Regions from separate parts of the Mus musculus genome. Here region 1 is linked to region 2. The links are chromatin contacts, called in public promoter capture Hi-C maps. All regions are on one chromosome and are shown on one strand. The core of a region is the stretch at or near the end of the contact, and the rest is flanking DNA. Distances in the headings are between cores, read along the strand shown. Region 1 has its middle 33 kb from the start of Tax1bp1. Region 2 holds the start of Hoxa11os (homeobox A11, opposite strand).

What was found. Promoter capture Hi-C pulls out the DNA fragments that hold promoters and counts their contacts.
Region 1: a promoter capture Hi-C map of trophoblast stem cells shows a contact between it and region 2, with 4 times the contacts expected there. The contact joins the enhancer-like site here to the promoter of Hoxa11os in region 2. A contact is called at or near these places in 14 of 39 promoter capture datasets (the 3T3-L1 cell line, 3T3-L1-derived adipocytes, the C10 cell line and 10 more) and 4 of 115 datasets of contacts at active chromatin or transcription factors (embryonic limb bud, fibro-adipogenic progenitors, pancreatic cancer cells and 1 more).

The regions. Positions count from the first base shown.
Region 1 is chr6:52,679,434-52,682,499 of GRCm38.p6, reverse strand. No RefSeq gene overlaps it. Among named protein-coding and RNA genes, the nearest start is that of Tax1bp1, 33 kb to the left of the region's middle. Within about 2 kb of position 1,614, at least 38 of the 459 cell types and tissues checked have an H3K27ac peak or open chromatin away from gene starts, as enhancers often do. A contact at or near this core is called in 3T3-L1-derived adipocytes, liver and trophoblast stem cells, where this site is marked.
Region 2 is chr6:52,243,638-52,246,743 of GRCm38.p6, reverse strand. It overlaps Hoxa11os (homeobox A11, opposite strand), which reads right to left and starts at 1,501. Exons shown (of 5, transcript NR_015348.1): 1 at 928-1,501; 2 at 544-759; 3 at 213-429; 4 at 1-81. Hoxa11 (homeobox A11) reads left to right here and starts at 934. Exons shown (of 2, transcript NM_010450.3): 1 at 934-1,733. The coding sequence starts at 1,025. LOC115490410 (a long non-coding RNA gene) reads right to left here. Exons shown (of 2, transcript XR_003956437.1): 2 at 2,231-3,106.

The DNA.
Region 1 (3,066 bases), core at 365-2,864, 440 kb before region 2:
TACTTCCCAGCCTTTAGTGTGAGGCTTTGTTAAGCATGTGCACTTACACACTCAATTAAATGGACAATTTATCTCGAAAGAAAAAAGGCCTTTCTTTCAATAGTCACTTGGCCATGTAGAACCTATCCAATAAATCAGTGTTTCTCAACCTTGACAAACATAAAAGTTATTCATCTACCTCTGAATCTTGATAAGTGATCCCATAAGCTAGAACAAACAACACATTTATAGACCTGGCTATTGTTGATTTCCTAACTATAGCTCATCTTTATTGCCAACCCCAATCACATAATTGTACAGTGTTCTCCTGCCCTTATTGTTCCTGGAAGCTTGTTGTTAAAGGAAAGGGTTTTGATCAACTACTATTCTGCTTGCCTTTCACACATTTACCAGCTGGGGCTGTGTGTTCCATCTGCCCTTTCTTTGTTTCTGTCCAAAGTCCCTCCTGTACCAAGGACCAGCCTTGGCTTGATCCAGGTTCTGAGAGAAGGGGTGTCTAAGAGGAGAGAAAACAAACGACTCAAAGTCAAATCATGGGTTCAAGCTGGTGTCCTATGTTCTGCTCGAGACGGATCCCTAGACAGGTCTCTGTGGCTAGCTCTCGGCTCTGCCGTCAGCTGAGACAGCTTTTCAGATTGTGCTCTTTCTTTGTCTTCACCTCTGCTCTAGACAGCTTTTCCTTGCTCTTCCATACAACTCTCTGGTTGAGACAGCTCTCTCTGCTAGTAAAAATTCTAGAAGCTCTCTGGCTACCTCCTAGATTTTCTGACCAAAGTCAGCAGATGGATTTTCTGACTGAAATCAGAAATCCCGTTAGAAAAAAATTCTTTGAAGAGCTGTGTTCTCTCTCCAGAGATCTCCAGCAGCTCAACTCACACCAGAAAAAAAAATTCTAAAAAATAACCGCTCTCACTTTTTCTAGTTCATTTCATGCATTACCAAAAGCCCAGGGTTTTGTTTGTTTGTTTGTTTGTTTGTTTTCTTTTTTTCCCCTACATATCAATTCCGTTATTTATTCCAGGTTCCCTCTTGACCATCCCACCAGTCAGCATTCCACAGCCTTAGTCTCTGGACTCTTAAGAAAAGGTCAGCAACTACACTTTTTTTTAACATCGCAAAAGACTTCAGAGATCTGCCTGCCTTTGTAAATTCAGCTGGGTGGGACCTTGTCCTGAGATTACCATCCCATCACACCTGGACCTAAATTTGCTCTGTCCCAGGCTTACCCCAACTCAGGAATCTGCCTGCTTTTCTAAGCATAAACAAACAAATAAACAAAACTTAGCTGGATGGGTTCTTGCCTTGCAATCGCCACTCCCTAAATCTCTTTATCTCCTTCCTGAATATCTTTCTGACAAGCTGGCTCATAGTGCATGCAGCTTAGGTCCTTTAGATCTGTGAAGCCCCTTATACAATTCATATTGCATCCTTATACTTTTGCATAACTGGTTTTAGAGTTCTTTTCCATAGCCTTAAGGGCAGTCCTGAAGGTTCCAGTGTTTACCATTTTGCTGAGACATTAGCCACACCTTTGCCTCCCTGACTCATGCTGTCTCTGATTATCATGGAGTCATTAACGTTAACCCGGAGGACCTTCTTCCAGGAATGTGAAACTATACAAACAAGCTCTATGCCCACAGCAGCTGACATTGTGGTTGACATTGGAAGCCTACCCTGCTAGCCCTGTCCCAGGAGCAGGAACCATATCATTCTGTCCCTACCAAGGCCTTGGTGGACTTAGCACTCATTCCAAGTATCACCGTTTCTGTTCTACCGTGGCAGCTAAAGTGTTTAAGTAAATGAATTCCGAGAAGAGTTCATTCTAGGCAGAGAATGACTAATCGCCTTTTGTATTCATCTGAGAGGATCAGTGGGTGGTTCGTGGATAGGAGATGGGTTATATTGCCCTTAAAATAAAATAGTGAGGGAGGCAGGTACAGCTAAATTGGAAATTTGGCTTTGTGTGGTGCTGGACATTTCTATTAACCCTTCTGAGCCCCACTGAAGAATGAATGGCATGATGATTGGTCGATTAAACAAGATCATCAGGAAGAAGTGCCCTGTGTTTGCCCTTATATCTGTTCTCTCTCTCTCTCTTTCCTTTCCCCACTCCCTCTTCCTTCTTCTCTCTCTCTCTCCTTCCCTCCCTCCACTTCTTCCCCCTCCCTTCCCCTCCCTCCCTTCACCTTTTCCCCTCCCTCTCCCTCACTTTCTCTCTCCTACTCCCTCCTATCCCTCCTCTCCTCTCTCTTCTCCCCTCCCTCCATCTCTTCTTTTCCCCTCCTCTCCTTCCTTGTTCCTCCCCCTCTCGTTCCTTCTCCAGCTCTCTGTCAACTTCTCTCCTTTCCTAATTTACTTTTTGAGGAAGAATCTCATGTTGCCTTGAGCTCCTAATCTTCCGGTCTCCACCAACCGAAAGGCGAGACTAGGGATGCTTGCAACTTCTCTTTTTATTTAATTTTCATCCTCTAGCTTCTGACCAGGAATAGGTTCTAGTCAGGTCAGAAGTGGGGAATCATGTTTATTTCTGGGCTTTTTTAAATTTAAGTTTTACCTTGGGACAGGGAAAGCGTGTGGAGATGAGGACAATTTGTTAGAGTCACTTCTCTCTTCGGACCACGTGGGTTCGAGTGATTGAACTCAGGTTGGCAGCAAGCACCTTTACCCGCTGAGCCTTGTGACTCTATTTCTGAACCTTTAAAGACAGGATTCACGAGGACTATAAAAGGCAGAAAACGAAACGAAACATGGACTTTGGAAATGCTTTCCAGTCAGAATGGGCATTTTTCTTGTAGTGTGAGAGAGCAAGCCAAGGACTTTAAGTGTGTTATGCAAGCAGTTTAGCTAAGTCCACAGCCCTTCAGAGCAGCTTACTAACTCTTAAAAACAACAATAGCAATCGCCAGAAAACTCAAGTGTGTGTGCATGCTTAGAGTGTAATCTTTTGCATACATAATGAGTTATTGGGATAAATTCTTCTAATTTTACTATTCCCGGTAGTTATTTTCACTTGAAAATAGACCTCTAGCTAGGAATCAGGAAGTGTTGTGTAGTGTCAAAGATCCA
Region 2 (3,106 bases), core at 252-2,751:
ATTCGTCAGCTTCAGCAGACCAGGCAGCTTGCGGACCGGTGAGCAGAAGTGCCTCTGGCTCTGAGGAGTCACTCCGAACCCCTACAGGCAGCGAGGAGAAGGGGTTCCTTCAAGGACAGGGTGTGGGGTAAGGAAGTAAGCAGAAAGATACAGGGAAGGTGGAACCCGGGTAAGACGAAGGCCCTTCCGGACAGCGCGGATTATTGACAAACCGCGGAGGGAAGCCGCTTTGCCTGTTGGCGGTTTGGGGACGGAAGGCACTAAAGCGCTTCGGAAGTGACCGTGAATGAGAGCGTGTAATCAAGTCACCGTGCAAATCGGACAAGCCACGAGGCCGGCACATCCGTGCCGGCGAAGCCTGGCCCCAAATGGGGTCCAGCCAGGGTCTGAGGCTGGGGGGCTTCCCAGAGCAAACCTGTGGGAGGGGGGCTGCGAAGAAGGTGCTGAACGTAAGCCTTCGGATAACAGACTCCGGGACCTGAAGCTATACAATTCCGGGCTTTCACCTGGCCACCCCCAGCCCAGAGAGTATCCCTCACCCACCGGGGAGTGGGGGGAGGCGTCAGGAGTTGCGCTCTCTTGCCGCCCTCAGAGCACTCGTGGACCAGGACCATGTAGCTGAGCAAAGGAGAGCTGCCCGGGGGCGCACCCCAGCCTTTCTGCGCGCGGGGAGGCCCCCCAGCCAACATGAGTTACACCGGCGATTACGTGCTTTCGGTGAGAACACCGAGTGACGATCTGTTGCTTCCCCTGAGGTGGCTACAAAGAAAGGAAGCCGAGGAGGGAGGGGAGGGGAAAAAAGGAAAGGGAGGGGGGTTAAAAAAAAAAAAAAGCCGGGACTAGCTCGCGGCTTGTCAATTTCAACATCGGGTCACATGACCAGCACCTCCCTGCTAAGGATGGGGATAGATTTCCACGTCAGCTTACGTCTCCAAATTTCTACTTCACGGATCCGCTTCAAAGAGGCAGCTGCAGTGGAGAATCATGTTAAGCTCGGCTACTGCGGAGAGCCCAAGGTAGCCCAATGATGGATTTTGATGAGCGTGGTCCCTGCTCCTCTAACATGTATTTGCCAAGTTGTACTTACTACGTCTCGGGTCCAGATTTCTCCAGCCTCCCTTCTTTTTTGCCCCAGACCCCGTCTTCGCGCCCAATGACATACTCCTACTCCTCCAACCTGCCCCAGGTCCAACCCGTGCGCGAAGTGACCTTCAGAGAGTACGCCATTGAGCCCGCCACTAAATGGCACCCCCGCGGCAATCTGGCCCACTGCTACTCCGCGGAGGAGCTCGTGCACAGAGACTGTCTGCAGGCGCCCAGCGCGGCCGGCGTGCCTGGCGACGTGCTGGCCAAGAGCTCGGCCAACGTCTACCACCACCCCACCCCCGCCGTCTCGTCCAATTTCTATAGCACGGTGGGCAGGAACGGCGTTCTGCCACAGGCTTTCGACCAGTTTTTCGAGACGGCTTACGGCACCCCGGAAAACCTCGCTTCCTCCGACTACCCCGGGGACAAGAACGCCGAGAAGGGGCCCCAAGCAGCAGCTGCGACCTCCGCTGCGGCGGTGGCGGCGGCGGCCACGGGCGCGCCGGCAACTTCAAGTTCGGACGGCGGCGGTGGCGGCGGCTGTCAGGAGGCGGCGGCGGAGGAGAAGGAGCGACGGCGGCGACCCGAGAGCAGCAGCAGCCCCGAGTCGTCTTCCGGCCACACTGAGGACAAGGCCGGTGGCTCCGGTGCGTATAAAGGCAGCGCCCAGCGCTTTATGAAAGGGGAGTTGGGAATCTAGCGCAGCACCGCTGTTAAATTTTTATATGCTGTTTTATAAGCATATAAGGTTTATGAAGGGCCTTTAGGTTTCCCCCAACAAAACTTTGTTATAAAAGGAGGGATCACGTGGCGAGTGCTGAAATTGGCCGTGAAATACCCACCGGCCAAAGCATGCCTGCAGAAAAAAAAAAAAATACAACTCCCCTTTTTCCTTTTTTCCCTTCTCAGCTCCCAAACTCAACAGCACGATCCCCGCTAGAGACCAGCTCCAGGCTGGGGAGCCGGAGGTGGGCGCCTGTAAATTCCCCCTACAAGGGCTTCAGGAGCCTTTGATAGCGGGGTAATCCGGAGATTTTTATAAAAGCCATGTGTTGCGGCGGGACTCCAGTCCCGGCTGGGATTCAAAGGCATCGGCTGTTTAATGATGGCGCTAAGAGCGCATTTAACAGATAAAGTAGCCCACTTAGCTCAAGCAATATATTAAAAGAAACAAATTAACTTAAATTTGGCCTTTTTGTCCAAAGGAAGCCATTTTCCTCTGGTCCGGTTGCAATTACATGCTGCCTTCTGTTATTCACAATTGTTTTTAAATCAGTCAAAAGTTGTGTGTGTGTGTGTGTGTGTGTGTGTGTGTGTGTGTGTGTGTGTGTGTGTGTGTTTCTTAAAGGTGAGGGTGAACAAATGGATCCTGCCTGAGGCTTAAGGTAGCCTCTCTTTCCTCTACCCTTCCTAAACTAGCATCCCTACCCTGCTGAGGGCCCTCTGGCAGTATGCTGACGGTGTGTACTGAGTGAAGGCCTGGGTAGGGGTTTCCTCTGCCACCTCCCACCTCGAGAGAGCTGGGAGGCTGGCGGAAGAGGCAAGAACTGATCAGAAGTCAGGCTGACAAAGACCCCTCAGCCGCCCCAGATGTTAAGGAGGGCTAAATCATGGCGGCAAGCAGGAAAGCCTGGGGCCAGGATGCATGCCTTTACTGCCTCGGGAACAGGCGGCCCAGGTGCTGAAGGTGAAATGTCCTCGGGCGGCTGTTTGTTTAGTCTGGCGGGGCAAGGAGCAGCCCGCAACCCCCACTTGCCTCCGTTCAAAGCAGTTCAACCAGCGCAAACTCGCCTGTTGCTGTGAGGAGCCTTCCTTTCAGCTCAAGGGGCAGCCTGAGTCCTTTCCCTGGGGGCCTATCTAGTGAGCTGGCTTTTATCTGAAGCCGGCTCCAGACTGCAACTTGTCCCTGACCAGCAATAGAAGCCTGAAGGCAGGGGCCTGGAAAGACTTTGAAAGGGCCTGGATTGGGCCTCCAGACCCTGTGGCCAGACCTTCTCCAATGGGGGTCCTGGGAGAGGGT